Linked DNA regions of Salvelinus alpinus: regions 2 and 3 are each linked to region 1. Evidence: chromatin contacts called from public Hi-C data. All regions are on one chromosome and are shown on one strand. The core of a region is the stretch at or near the end of the contact, and the rest is flanking DNA. Distances in the headings are between cores, read along the strand shown. Region 1 holds the start of LOC139546763 (cobalamin trafficking protein CblD-like). Region 2 holds the start of LOC139546760 (B-cell receptor CD22-like). Region 3 holds the start of LOC139546761 (rho-related GTP-binding protein RhoE).

Region 1 (5,014 bases), core at 1,040-3,539:
TAATAGTGAAGACATCAAAACTATGAAATAACACATATGGAATCATGTAGTAACCAAAAAAGTGTTAAACAAATCAAAACATATTTTAGATTCTTCAAAGTTGCCACCCTTTGCCTTGATGACAGCTTTGCACACACTTGGCATTCTCTCAACCAGCTTCACCCGGAATGCTTTTTCAACAGTCTTGAAGGAGTTTCCACATATGCTGAGCACTTGTTGGCTGATTTTCCTCCACTCTGAGATCCAACTCATCCCAAACCATCTCAATTGGGTTTAGGTCGGGTGATTGTGGAGGTCATCTGATGCAGCACTCCAACACTCTCCTTATTGGTCAAATAGCTCTTACACAGCGTGGAGGTGTGTTTTGGGTCATTATCCTGTTTTTTTTTTCAAATTATTTTTTTACCCCCTTTTTTCTCCCCAATTACGTGGTATCCAATTTGTAGTAGTTACAGTCTTGTCTCATCGCTGCAACTCCCGTACGGACTCGGGAGAGGCGAAGGTCGAGAGCCATGCGTCCTCCGAAACACAACCCAACCTAGCCGCACTGCTTCTTGACACAATGCACATCCAACCCAGAAGCCAGCCGCACCAATGTGTCGGAGGAAACACCGTGCACCTGGCGACCTGGTCAGCGTGCACTGCGCCTGGCCCAACACAGGAGTTGCTAGTGCGCGATGAGACAAGGATATCCCTGCCGGCCAAACCCTCCCTAATCCGGACGACGCTAGGCCAATTGTGCGTCGCCCCATGGACCTCCCGGTCGCGGCCGGCTGCGACAGAGCCTGGGCTTGAACCCAGAACCTCTGGTGGCACGGCTAGCACTGCGATGCAGTGAGCCTTAGACCACTGCGCCACCCGGGAGTTCGGGTCATTGTCCTGTTGAAAATCAAATGATAGTCCCACTAACCGAAAACCAGATAGGATGGCATATCGCTGCAGAATGCTGTGGTAGCCATGCTGGTTAAGTGTGCTTTGAATTCTAAATAAATCACTGACAGTGTCACCAGCAAAGCACCCCCACACCATCACACCTCCTCCTCCATGCTTCACTGTGGGAACCACACACATGGATATCTACACCTGCATTGCTTGCCGTGCTTCTACACCTGCATTGCTTGTTGTTTGGGGTTTTAGGCTGGGTGTCTGTACAGCACTTCGAGATATTAGCTGATGTACGAAGGGCTATATAAAATAAACTTGATTTGATTTGATATCATCCGTTCACCTACTCTGCGTCTCACAAAGACACAGCGGTTGGACCCAAAAATCTCAAATTTGGACCATAGGACAGATTTCCACTGTTCTAATGTCCATTGCTCGTGTTTCTTGGCCCAAGGAAGTCTCTTCTTCTTATTGGTGTCCTTTATTAGTGGTTTCATTGCAGAAATTCGACCATGAATGCCTTATTCGTGCAGTCTTCTCTGAACAGTTGATGTTGAACTGTGTCTGTACTTGAACTCTGTGAAGCATTTATTTGGGCTGCAATCTCAGGTGCAGTTATTCTAATGAATTTATCCTCTGCAGCAGAGGTATCTCTGGGTCTTCCTATCCTGTGGCGGTCCTCATGAGAGCCAGTTTCATAATAGCGCTTGAAGGTTTATGCGACTGCACTTCAAGAACAAACATTTGTTCTCAACAGACTGGTCCACAGAACGGTTGCACTCAAATAAATACAATGAGGGAGTTTGATTAACGGGCGTGAACAGGCAAAAGTGGTGAGAGACCGCCCTTCTCAAATCAGAACGTTCCAAATTTTATGTTAACCCGGTTCATTAATCGAATGCCCTCATTAGCACAGCAACCTCTATATTTTACCTATATTTAACTAGGCAGGTCAGTTAAGAACAAATTCTTATTTACAATGACGGCCTACCCCTGCCAAATCCTAACCTGCACGACACTGGGCCAATTGTGCGCCGCCCTATGGTACTCCCAATCATGGACGGTTGTGAAACAGCCTAGAATCGAACCAGGGTCAGTAGGGGCACCTCTAGCACTGCTCTTCAGGTACAAAGCTCTCATCTGAACGGGAGTTTGAGGATTATTTTATACATTATACAGGTTAGCCACTAATTACAGTGCCACAAGAAACACTGACGAAAACTTTCACATTCATTTTTGTCTGAAACTCTCCTTAGAATTGCCTTTGCAGGGATCAATCTGTAGGTACATGCTGCCACTCATGGATAGGGATATAACGACATCTAGTGTGCAAACATGATTCTGCATTTTGATGTTATTTATTTTTTGCAACCTTGTTACGTCAAGCCATTTTGGTCGCTCGCAGGGTCCCGTCATTTACTCACGTAAGCGCGCATGTGCACAACGAAAGGTGAAGCAGATAGATGGCAGGCGAGCTAAAGTTAGGTCAAGGATAAACACAGATAAGACTTATTCATCTTTTCAACGTATTGTATTGATTTATGTTTGCAAGAAGGGGATATTCTTCAACGAATTTATTTAAGGTAAATATATTACATTTATTGTCAGAGCCTAAACTAATATAAATCGGCTAACGTAGAGCTAGCTAGTACGTTAGCTGTGTTGTCTTGCACCTCATTAAATTTGGTTTTACTTTCGATATTCGGAGTTTTCTCGTCAATAGCTCTCAGACGGAGTCATAGGATGATGATAGGATATATCGAGAATCAGATGATGTTAGAGAGCACTTTCCTTAACAGAGAAGGAGGCATTATGCTGATTTCTGGCGCTCAGGTGGTTTAGGGACAGTCGTAAAAGTGCAATATTGGGGATTGAATGTAAACAAAATATACGTTTTTACATTCCCTTTCAGGAGGGTTAGCCCTATATGCAGATTACACACTACATAGGGCCTCATTTTAATTACTTAGCTCTAACTACTAAGACCCATTTTTTAAAAGTATTTAACCTTTATTTAATTAGGCAAGTCAGTTAACATTTTAAAATGTAATTGTTCTGTGAATACCAGATTTGGCTGATCGCACTTTTAAGATGATCCCTTAGCAGCCAGCACATAAGTCACTTTTTGTAAACAAAACTGAGGGGAAAAAGGCTGTATTTTGTGCTCTATTGTTATCTGATTCCAGATATACCACCCATCAATTGGCGCTCAGGTGGTTTAGGGACAGTCGTAGAGTTATTGATGAGCAAACTCCAAATATCAAACCAATTTTTTAAATTATTTTATTTAACCTTTATTTAACTAGGTAAGTCAGCTAAGAACAAATTCTTATTTACAATGACGGCCTATCGGGGAACACTGGGTTAACTGCTTTGTTCAGGGGCAGAACGACAGATTTTTACCTTGTCAGCTCTAACCACTAGGCTACCTGCCGTCCCTATGTAAACTGAAAATATATGTACTGCAGTTTAGCGAGCAGGGGTGTATTCATTAGTTGGATTCTGTTGCAAAACATTTGGGCTGTTGGGAAACGAAGGTGGAAGGAACCCTGTGGACTTCACTCCACTTTAGAGCATGGAAGAATGTATAATTTATAGTTGTGAAGCTTGTGCCAAACACTTCACAGACTATTCAGATTGGAATGGTCAGGAAACCATACAGTACTTACTGTCTTTGCCATAACATTAAAATGAACTACAAATTCCATTTAAGAACCCAACATCTTTTACGTCATGTTGCAAGAGCATTTGGAGTAAACGGTTTCTGTTGCAAAACATTTTGCAACAGAATCTGACCAATGAATACACCACAGCTCTCACTTTTTAGTTAGCTAACATTAGCTGGCTAGCTAGCTAACATTCCCTACAGTCCTGCTGTACCCTGTTATGTAATGTTGTGGCAGCTATGTCGTCTGAAATAGTTGTCAATGAGCACTAAGTGACGGTACTACGGGGTAAGGATATTCTGAATTGTGATTCAAATTATTTGTAGCCAGCAAGTTAGCCTGTTGACAGTCAACTGCTGTTTGTTTTGAGCTATTTAGCTTGATGATAATCAGTTTATGCACCTACTTTCAGTGTTTTGTGTCTAATGAGATTTATCTCAATGAGATTTATGCAGTTGGTTAATTTATTACTTTGTCTTTTGCAGTTTTGCAAGTGAATAACAGAAGAGGGAGAGGCCCAACAGGATGGCCAGTGTAAGTCTATTTGACAGAGACTTCCAGATTTGATCAGAATCCAACGTCACACACACACACTTAATGCTTGTGTCGTGTGTGTCCTGATGGGGATGTTCCTTCTCTGTTCCTCAGGTGCTCTGTAGCAGAGCCAGGCTGGTGACTTACCTGCCAGGGCTTCATGTACTGGTCCGGCGGATTGCTGGAACCAACCAGAGAACATTCTCTGGTGCTGGATCATCTGGCTCTGATGAGCCTCGTGTAGCAGTCACACCCCCTGACCTTGGTAAGTGCAGACCTCTAATCACAATGATGATACTGAAGTTGCCTGAATGTGAACGTCATATACCAACTGTCTGTTATTCAGAAGGTATGTGAATCAATTGGCTCAATAATTGGATCAACTTCTTGTTAAATTATGTCTCATTGTCAGGACCCAGGACAGTTTGGCCAGATGATAGTATGGGTCCGTTCGGGCCTCAGGACCAGCGCTTCCAACTGCCAGGTAACTCAGGCTTTGACTGCCACCTGGAAGGCACAGCAGAACAGAAGATTAAAGGCCCAGTCCACCGGACAGTCCCCGACGTGCTGACTGTTCCCTCCAGCAGCGAGAGGCATGAGTTCATCCTTGCCCAATTTGTCGGCGAGTTCCAAGTAAGTGTGGTTGGTTTCACAATTGACATACATTTCTTCTGGTGATAATGAAGCATATGCGTATTATGCAGTGTAATATTCAGGGATGTTTTTGGTTTTCTGAGCAACGTTCCATGATTGTTTGTCTTAGGGGAAAGAGGCTGATCCCCCTGAACAAATAGTCAACCGAGCAGAACAGTACTTTGATAACTCCAATGTAGAGTGTGCGATACAGTCTTGCCCTGAGCTGCTGAAGAAAGGTACATATATGATTGTTTTCCTTTCACCAAACAGATATAGCCCTATGTGAGCAGTCT
Region 2 (5,014 bases), core at 894-3,393, 240 kb before region 1:
TGTAGATATCTGGGCTCCAATTGTATTCTCAGCCTCACAGTAGTATTCTCCACTGTCCTCAGAGCTGATGTTAGTGATGCTATAACTCTGCCCTGACGCTTTTGGTTGGGTAACATTCTTCTTGTACCAGGTGTATTTGTCCACAGGTGGGTTGGCATCACTGCTGCAGGTCAGAGTCACTGAACTGCCCTCCACTAGTTCACCAGAAGGACTGACTGATACTGACACTCTCTTTGGGCCATCTAGTGTTGGGAATGACATACAAATGAACACACAGTGTACCCAAAATATAATACTAGAATTAAATTACAGTTAGATTATATATATTTATTGTACTCACATCTGACAGTGAGAGTCTCTTCAGCAGAGGGGAGATTCTCATGGCCGTTTACAGCACAGGAGTATCTGCCTGTATCCTCACTGCTGACTGGGTCTAGGTACAAGTAGTTATTTTTGGTCTTTGGGTTTGTGAGACGTTGTCTGTTCTTGTTCCAGATGTAGGTGGGGTTGGGGTTGTCAGTCAGAGTACAGGTGGTGCTACAGGTCAGTGTCACAGGCTGTCCCTCTGTCACTATAGTTTGAAATGTTGCCTTCAGGCCTGTGATTAAAAACAAACATTATAACCTTATCAACTTACCCAACAACCATTGTAATCAAATGACACGAGACGTCCATATTATATACAGACTGTCATTCCTAATGTACTGTATAATATCAAATTAAAACAGATTTCCAAAGACTTGAATGTAATTGATAAAGCGTTACAAAATAGTGTACCTGTGACGGACAGCCTGACTCCAGGACTGCCAGAATAGCTCTCACTTCTCACACTTTGAAAAACATGACCTTGTATGATCTGAGTCTCGAATGTGAACCAGTACTCAGCTGAGTCGCTCTCTCTCAGGTCTGTGATTCTCAGGGTGCAGTCGTTCACTCTGTCCCCATAGTATTCCACACGATCATCATTCTGAGGTTTCACAACAGACCATCTATAGAACCATGATGTCTCTGTGACTGTATGACCTCTGGGATATGTGTAAGAGCAGGTCAGATTCACTGTTGACCTCTTCAAGGTACAGATATTCTGAGGGTTGTAAGTCACCCTCCAGCCATTCTGACCCAGTACCACTGCAACACAGTCACACATCACAGGGCAACTAAAGAACCATTAAAGAAACCCATGGCCCACACCCAATTTCTTCCACAGTTGCGGAGAGATGAGCGAATGGAAACCACAAGCATATACTGTATGTGAGGTGTGAAGAGCAAATCTAAATATTAACAAGGAAATTAATAATTTACACCAAATTAACATTGAGAAGCAACGTATTGTGAATTGTTAGAATTGTTTAGAAATGTCTATAGATTGAATAGCAAAGGATAGGAAAAGGATGATTACTGAAAGGTTAGGAATGAGACCATACCTGTCTCAGACCAGATAAAGACCATCAACACACTTCCTGCTGTTCTCAATGCCATTGTTGCATCTCCATGCAGTCTTACAAACAGAAAGGTAGACAACTAAAACACACTTTATAACTGGTGAATAACTACACTTGATACTTAGCACACAACAGTATTATATATGTATTGCTCTAAATACATTTTCCCCCCTAATTCTGACCATAGCGTTAAGGCCAACGACCCTATCATTATCACAATATATGGTTTATTACTAAAAACATCAAATTAAACACAATGTTAAAAGATATTGTCACACATACTTACAGAGTGAAGTGGAAAGGACTTGTACAGTAAATCAACTGACTAGTAGTGAGTGGAAACAAGAACTAAGTGTGGTTGGCACATATTGAAAGTAGCTGATACAGAACTGTCCTTCCACTTTAGACATTAACATGCATGATGCTGTTACGAGGAGCGAAGGGAGGGAACCCAAGAGCGGACTCAGAAGAGGAAGCCGGGATGAATACACCGAAATGTTTATTGAACACAGAGAAATATGAAGTGCAGAACCGGGGTAGCTCAGATGAGTTGCAGAAAAACAGGAGTGTAGAATGAGGTTGGAGTTGCCTGAGTAGAACAGGGGAACAGGTCCTGAGAGGAATCCAAGGTAATGGTGGGGAGTGAAATCCAGAGCAAGGTAGTTGGGGATGAGATGTGGAACAGGAGACAGGAGCCAGAGACAGAGCAGCACTGCAAGGAGAGGACAAAAAATGGTGTTAGGCAGGGAAACAAGCACAGCAGAGCAACAGGATCTTGAGAAAAGACAAAAGGCTAGAAGAATAACTGACTGAGCAGAGATTACGACCTGGCAGAGTAGAAGTGGCAGGAATGGGTATATGTAGAGCTTGATTTATGGATGAGTTGCAGCTGGTAGGGATCTGCTCTGACTCCAGCACACCTGTCTCCAACCACACAATTAAACAGAGAGGGAGAGAGAGAGAGAGAGAGAGAGAGAGAGAGAGAGTACAGGGAAAGAACTGTAGGTCAAGGAGACAACGGACAACCACCAGAGGGCGTAGCAGGAGCAGATGTGACAGATGCATTCTACCTAATAATAATAATTACAATCATCATCATTAGGATCATTATAATAATCAGAACACCACAACAGACTTATATGGCACTTTTCAAAGACCCAGAGACGCTAGAAGCAGAACAACTGATGATGTCACCTATGCCTACAGATCTGTTAACAGAGCAGATTGAATAGAACATGATAGAAAAAATGTGGTTACTATGATGAAGAATAGATTACACCTGATACTGCAATTGGGAGGTATCAAGCAATGAGACTAATGTTGTATTACATGCTAGTACATAACACATATGGAAACAGTAATGCAAAACAAAATGTTTTACAATGAGATTCATATGCAGAACAAATCCTCAAATGCAGTACAATCACATGGAACAAGCTACTATCAAGCTGCAAAAAGTAAGCAAGCCTAAATATCCTTTATTGACTGATAATTACTTTTTTTCTTGTTTTTCTCTTAACAAGCTAAAGCTATTTTACCTTGATAAGACGATTAAAGTAAAATAATAGAAGCAATATAATGTAGATAATCTGATAGAAAACAAATACTATTTGATCTGAACTCACCCGTCCATTGTCTGCTGTCCTTTGTTGCATCTCCCTCCCTGCAGTCTTAGAATCAGAAAGGTAGACAACTTAAACACACAACTTAAACACACACCTGATGCAAATAAAAATGCACAATACTCTTGTTTACATCTAAGGACGCTATGCCTCTTTTTCTGTGCCAAGCATCTTTGGTATGAATCAAGGACACATTTTTTATGCTCAACTTCAAACCAAGGATTTTAATCTGTCATCATGAAATTAGTCATCAATATATTTGATGGGTAACCTTAATGATCAGTATTAAAACCGTGATACATTTGAGAATTGTATTGTCTAAGGCAGTGGTTCCCAAACTTTTTATAGTCCCGTACCCCTTCAAACATTCAACCTCCAGCTGCGTACCCCCTCTAGCACCAGGGTCAGTTCTCAAATGTTGTTTTTTGCCATCATTGTAAGCCTGCCACACACACAATATACAATACATTTATTAAACATAAGAATGAGTGTGAGTTTGTCACAACCCGGTTTGTGGGAAGTGACAAAGAGCTCTTATTAGGACCAGGGCACAAATAATAAAATAATAATAATCAATAGTTTTGCTCTTTATTTAGCCATCTTACATATAAAACTTTATTTGTTCATCGAAAATTGTGAATAACTCACCACAGGTTAATGAGAAGGGTGTGCGTGAAAGGATGCACATAACTCTGCAATGTTGGGTTGTATTGGAGAGAGTCTCAGTATTAAGTCATTTTACACACTGTCTCTGTCTCTTACACACTGTTTTCATGCTAGTGAGGGCTGAGAATCCACTCTCACATAGGTACGTGGTTGCAAAGGGAATCGGTGTCTTAACAGCTTGATTTGCCAAGGCAGGATACACTGAGCGCAGCCCTATCCAGAAATCTGGCAGTGGCTTTCGATGAGGCTCTCTTGTTCAGATATTGGTAAGTGGACTGGAGGCAGGGCATGAAAGGGATAACGAATCCAGTTGTTTGTGTCATCCGTTTCGGGAAAGTACCTGCGTAATTGCGCACCCAACTCACTCAGGTGCTTCACTATATCACGTTTGACATAGTCCGTAAGCTTGAGTTCATTTACACACCAAAAAATCATACAATGATGGAAAGACCTGTGTGTTGTCCTTGTTAATGCAGACAGAGAAGAGCTCCAACTTCTTAATCATAGCCTCAATTTTGTCCCGCACATTGAATATAGTTGTGGAAAGTCCCTCTAATCCTAGATTCAGATCATTCAGGCAAGAAAAAACATCACCCAGATAGGCCAGTCGTGTGAGAAATTCGTCATCATGCAAGCGGACAGACAAGTGAAAATTATAGTCAGTAAAAAAAACTTTAAGCTCATCTCTCAATAAAAAAAAACATGTCAATACTTTGCCCCTTGATAACCAGCACACTTCTGTATGTTGTAAAAGCGGCCCATATCATTGCATAGTGTCACGATCGTCGTATGGTGAAAGAGAAGAGGACCAAGGCGCAGCGTGAAGTGAATACGTAATCTATTTATTTAAGCGACGTACTGAAGAACACTTTAACAAAACTACAAACGTGAAGCTATACAAAACAAATAAGTGCAGACACTGGCAACTTACACATAGACAATCACCCACAACCTACCTAATGACTATTGCTGCCTAAATATGGCTCCCAATCAGAGACAACGATAGACAGCTGTCTCTAATTGAGAACCAATCTAGGCAACCATAGACTTACATAAACACCTACAATGAACACAACCCCATGAACTCTACAAACACCCCTTAGACAATACAAACACCCTAGACAAGACAAAAACACACAAACATCCCCCATGTCACACCCTGACCTAACTAAAATAATAAAGAAAACAAAGATAACTAAGGCCAGGGCGTGACACATAGTGCAGAAAATACACGAGAGTTCAGGGGCCTTGCTTTAACAAAGTTAACCATTTTCACTGTAGTGT
Region 3 (5,014 bases), core at 1,156-3,655, 170 kb before region 1:
TGGCATTGCAGGCAATCTCAACGCTGTGCGTTACAGAAAAGACATCCTCCTCCCTCATGTGGTACCCTTCCTGCAGTCTCATCCTGACATGACCCTCCAGCATGACAATGCCACCAGCCATACTGCTCGTTCTGTGTGTGATTTCCTGCAAGACAGGAATGTCAGTGTTCTGCCATTGCCAGCGAAGAGCCCGGATCTCAATCCCATTGAGCACATCTGGGACCTGTTGGATCGGAGGGTGAGGGCTAGGGCCATTCCCCCCAGAAATGTCCGGGAACTTGCAGGTGCCTTGGTGGAAGAGTGGGGTAACATCTCACAGCAAGAACTGGCAAATCTGGTGCAGTCCATGAGGAGGAGATGCGCTGCAGTACTTAATGCAGCTGGTGGCCACACCAGAAACTGACTGTTACTTTTGATTTTGACCCCCCCTTTGTTCAGGGACACATTATTCCATTTCTGTTAGTCACATGTCTGTGGAACTTGTTCAGTTTATGTCTCAGTTGTGGAATCTTGTTATGTTCATACAAATATTTACACATGTTAAGTTTACTGAAAATAATCGCAGTTGACAGTGAGAGGATATTTATTTTTTTGCAGTTTAGATATTCCATTAAAAATCTGATGTTTTCAGCTACAATAGTAATTTACAACATTAACAATGTCTACACTGTATTTCTGATCAATTTGATGTTATTTTAATGGACAACATTTTTGCTTTTCTTTCAAAACAAACTTTTCAACGGTAGTGTATGAGATGAGTAATGCCAGATATGTAAACATGATTAAAGTGACTAGTGTTCCATTCCTTAAAGTGGCCAGTGATTCCTAGTCTATGCCTATAGGCAGCAGCCTCTAATGCGCTAGTGATGGCTGTTTAACAGTCTGATGGCCTTGAGATAGAAGGTGTAAACAGTGAAATGCTTACTTTAAGGGTCCTTTTCCAACAATGCGGAGTTAAGATAAAGATACAAAATTTAATCAAATATAGAAATAGTGACATGAGGAATAAATACACATTGAATAACAATAACGAGTGAAAGTAACATGGCTATATGCAAGGGAGTACCAGTGCTGAGTCGTTGTGCAGGGGTATGAGGTAATTGAGGTAGCTATGTACATATAGGTAGGGGTGACTAGGCAACAGGATAGATAAGACAGTAGTAGCAGAAAACGTGGTGTGTGTGTGTGTGTGTGTGAGTGTGTGTCGCGTCAGGATGCATGTGTGCGCGTGCTGTGTGTATGTGTTTGTTGGGGTGTCAGTGTGAGTGTGTGGGTAGAGTCAGTGCAAGAGAGTTAGTGCAAAACAAGGGTCAATGCAGGTAGTCCGAGTAGCCAATTGGTTAGCTATTTAGTAGTCTTATGGCTTGGAGTAGAAGCTGTTCAGGGTCCTGTTGGTTACAGACTTGGTGCACTAGTACCGCTTGCCGTGCGGTAGTGAAGAGAACAGTCTATGGCTTGGGTGGCTGGAGTCTTAGACCATTTTTTGGGGCCTTCCTCTGACACCGCCTGGTGTAGAGGGCCTGGATGGCAGTGATCCCCCATCTCAACACTGATGAATAGGCCTACTTAATAATCCAAATCAAATGTAATTTCCATCCCTCTTAGTCTTGAACCATTCCAGTGTCCTTCATCCGTTAATTCCAAGGTTAATTTAATGAATCTCTTTGTCCTCCCTCCCTTGACATTTGACTAAGACACAACAGAGGGGTTTGGCCCGCCTCTCTGTTACCAGATGTAGAAGCAGACCTACCAGAAGTTTAAAAATATATAAAATAATTTAAGCGCCACTCTCCATTCATGGGGTTTCCAGTTACCACAGCCACAAACTCAGAAATTATGAAAACAAAAATGTGCTTTTTGGTCTTAATTTAAAGTTGGGGTTAGGCATAAGGTCGTAGAAATAGACCGGGTTTATGACTTTGTGGCTGTGGTAACTAGTGATGACAATCCATGTGCTGCCAGTGCTGTGTTTCGCCCTGAGGGAACATCACGAAGTTGTTGCATCAGCCACAAGTTTCTGAACATGAGTTATGTGCTTTTTAGTTCACCAGATGTTCAGCACATGTTGTGCCAGCCTTCCAGGTATTTCTGAATTACATAATGGACCGTTAAGTAACTGTATTATTACCTTATCTTGAGGTATCCGACTTAATCAGCCACAATGATAATGACTCTTTTGCTAGTTTTTTACTATGGACATTTGCTAGCTTCTTTTCACCTCTGAACACATCTTGCTTGTCCTCTCCTCTGAGAGCATGGTAGGGAATACCGACAAATAGAGGGCGCTGTTCACGTGGTAATGTTGACGTCTCCACGAGGGAGAAAGGGGCGGACTACTACTTCATCAAATGACAGAGGCAGCTGATTGGTTTAGCGTCTCGTATATAAACCCCCTGTGTTCCGTTGCTTTGCACGATCAACAGTAGTTTACCGGTGTGTGTAGGACGTTGCTGACAATATCGACAGTAGTGTACCGGTGAATAGAGGACGCAGCTAACAATATCACAGGACAGTAGTGATTGTTATGGGGAGCTGATTTTGGTGCGGAGCTTATCTATAGACATCAGAAAAATCAATGAAGGATACAGGATCTGGTCAAAAGCTTTCACCGAAATCCGAGATGGATCCTAACCAGAGCGTGAAGTGTAAAATCGTTGTCGTTGGGGACAGTCAGTGTGGAAAAACTGCTCTACTTCACGTCTTTGCAAAAGATTGCTTTCCAGAGGTAGGACTAGTGTTATGTCTTTTGGATGAGTTAACTAATTTGCGTGTTTTGTGCCATTTACGAGTCGTTACCCGAGGGGTAGTGTTGGAAAATGATATCTTCTGAACTTTTGTGCACTTTTACGCACAGACCAAGTGATTCAAATTGACTGGTTGCAGAGAGAGGTTAAATTACGATGGATAATGTTAGTGTTTTGAGTACAGCTCATCTTGGTATATTGGATAACGTTTATGATCAACATAATGATGTTTTGCAAATTCTTTATTTTATAGAACTATGTCCCAACGGTGTTTGAGAACTACACAGCCAGTTTTGAAATCGACACGCAAAGAATAGAACTCAGTCTCTGGGACACTTCAGGTGAGAACTTTTTGAATGATATTAAAATAATATCTATTTAATCACTACAGCATTCTATCCTGAACAAAAATATAAAGGCAACCACTTCAACGATTTTACTGAGTTACAGTTCATATGAGGTAATCTGTCAATTAAAATAAATTAGGACCTCATCTATGGATTTCACATGACTGGGAATAGATGCATTTGTTGGTTAGATGTCTTTAAAAAAAATTGCCTTCACAATTCAATTTGCCAATAGATCAAATGCAATTGTGTTTAACTTATGCCTGCCCATGCCATAAACCCACAGCCACCATGGGGCACTCTGTTCACAATGTTGACATTAACAAGCCATACATGTATATTTAACTAGGCAAGTCAGTTAAGAACAAGTTCTTGTTTAGAATGAAGGCCTAACCCGGATGACGCTGGGCCAATTGTGCACTGCCCTATGGGACTCCCAATCATGTCTGGATGTGATACAGCCTGGATTCAAACCAGGGACTGTAGTGACACCCCTTGCACTGAGATGCAGTGCCTTAGACTGCTGCGCTACTCGGGAGGCCAAATGGTCTGCGGTTGTGAGGTCGGTTGGATGTTTTCTAAACTGACATTGGAAGCGGCTTATGGTAGAGGAATACAATTTGAATTCTGGCCACTTCTCTGATGGACATTCCTGCAGCCAGCATGCCTGCAGTCAGCAATTCCACCATCCCGCAACTTGAGATCTCAAGCGTTGTGACATTTTAGTGGCCTTTTATTGTCCTAAGGACAAGGTGCACCTGTATAAGAGCTAACTCTTTAGTCAGCTTCTTGATATGCCACCTGTAAGGTGGCTGGATTATCTTGGCAAAGGAGAAATGCTTACTAACAGGGATGTAAACAAATGTTTAATTTGTTGAAATTAAGCATTTTGAGCATATGGAAAACTTCTGGGATCTTTTATTTCAGCTCATGAAACATGGGACCAACACTTTGCATGTTGCGTTTATATTTTTGTCTAGTGTAGATAGACATAAGAGCCTACTAACACTGCACTACAGGGCCCGAATGTGGAATATGGACTGGCACGGTGGAATGTGAGCATTGCCATGAATTAGAGTAAACATTTCTTCACCACATTTTAAAAGCTTGTAAAAAATCAGACTGTGTGCCTAGCTTAATCTTAATTTGACTGGTCGTCAATACATTAAACTAGCCCAGTAGGTGGCAAGGAATATCCAGAGTTTAATCTGACACTGCATCCTTGGAATGTTATGGACCACTCTAGCGTGAGGATGTATTGAACACATTCAAATTGAGATGACTGAATTTCTCTAGTTGGCTTTGAATGACAGAAAGGCCAGGAGTTGAGGTAGTTTGGCTTGGGAATGCAGTGGAGGGGGCATTGTTACAGCCAATAAAAAACAAAGACAAACAGGCCTGGAACTCTTCATCAGTGCCTCACACCTGCTTTTGACTGTCACTTCCTCCAAACGTCGCTCCTCCGTAGGTAGGGTACTGGTCTTCCATTGCCGAACATGTAGCACCCACCTGGGTGATGCTCGTGAAAGCGCACAAATTGGCAATTCAGAACAGTCCCTGAGCCTCCTCTGCCATCTCTGGACACGGCATGCAGTCCTTGTTGTATTTATTCCGAACAGCTTCAACTGAAAAACATGGGGTGCGTTATTTAAGTCCAAACAGTCGTCTAGCTAGCTTTAATGTGTAAGCCAAAAATAGACTTTCCATCACAATTCTTGAAATCTGAGTCAAGACCACAAGATGTAATTGATGAAACCCCAGAGCAGTAAAATGCCAAAAAGGTAAAAAGCAATGCTTAACACTTCAAAATAACAGTCTGCAATATTTACAGAGCTATCTAGGTGACCTTGTGGTGCCATGGCAACCACTGATTCAGTGTGCAGTGTCCACATCCTCTCTCCACTCAGATACGTAACAGATTAA

What was found. Hi-C and Micro-C count contacts between places; a contact is called where the count stands out from the background.
Region 2: a contact with region 1 is called in a Hi-C map of muscle, with 13 times the contacts expected there. The contact joins the promoter of LOC139546760 here to the promoter of LOC139546763 in region 1. A contact is called at or near these places in 2 of 3 Hi-C or Micro-C datasets (muscle and red muscle).
Region 3: a Hi-C map of red muscle shows a contact between it and region 1, with 7 times the contacts expected there. The contact joins the promoter of LOC139546761 here to the promoter of LOC139546763 in region 1. A contact is called at or near these places in 2 of 3 Hi-C or Micro-C datasets (muscle and red muscle).

Annotation. Positions count from the first base shown.
Region 1 is chr20:36,199,331-36,204,344 of SLU_Salpinus.1, forward strand. LOC139546763 (cobalamin trafficking protein CblD-like) reads left to right here and starts at 2,290. Exons shown (of 7, transcript XM_071355517.1): 1 at 2,290-2,468; 2 at 4,200-4,350; 3 at 4,498-4,718; 4 at 4,849-4,957. The coding sequence starts at 2,427.
Region 2 is chr20:35,957,800-35,962,813 of SLU_Salpinus.1, forward strand. It overlaps LOC139546760 (B-cell receptor CD22-like), which reads right to left and starts at 2,144. Exons shown (of 7, transcript XM_071355513.1): 1 at 1,729-2,144; 2 at 1,425-1,498; 3 at 778-1,128; 4 at 341-598; 5 at 1-242. The coding sequence starts at 1,479.
Region 3 is chr20:36,030,452-36,035,465 of SLU_Salpinus.1, forward strand. It overlaps LOC139546761 (rho-related GTP-binding protein RhoE), which reads left to right and starts at 2,406. Exons shown (of 5, transcript XM_071355515.1): 1 at 2,406-2,725; 2 at 2,998-3,085. The coding sequence starts at 2,576.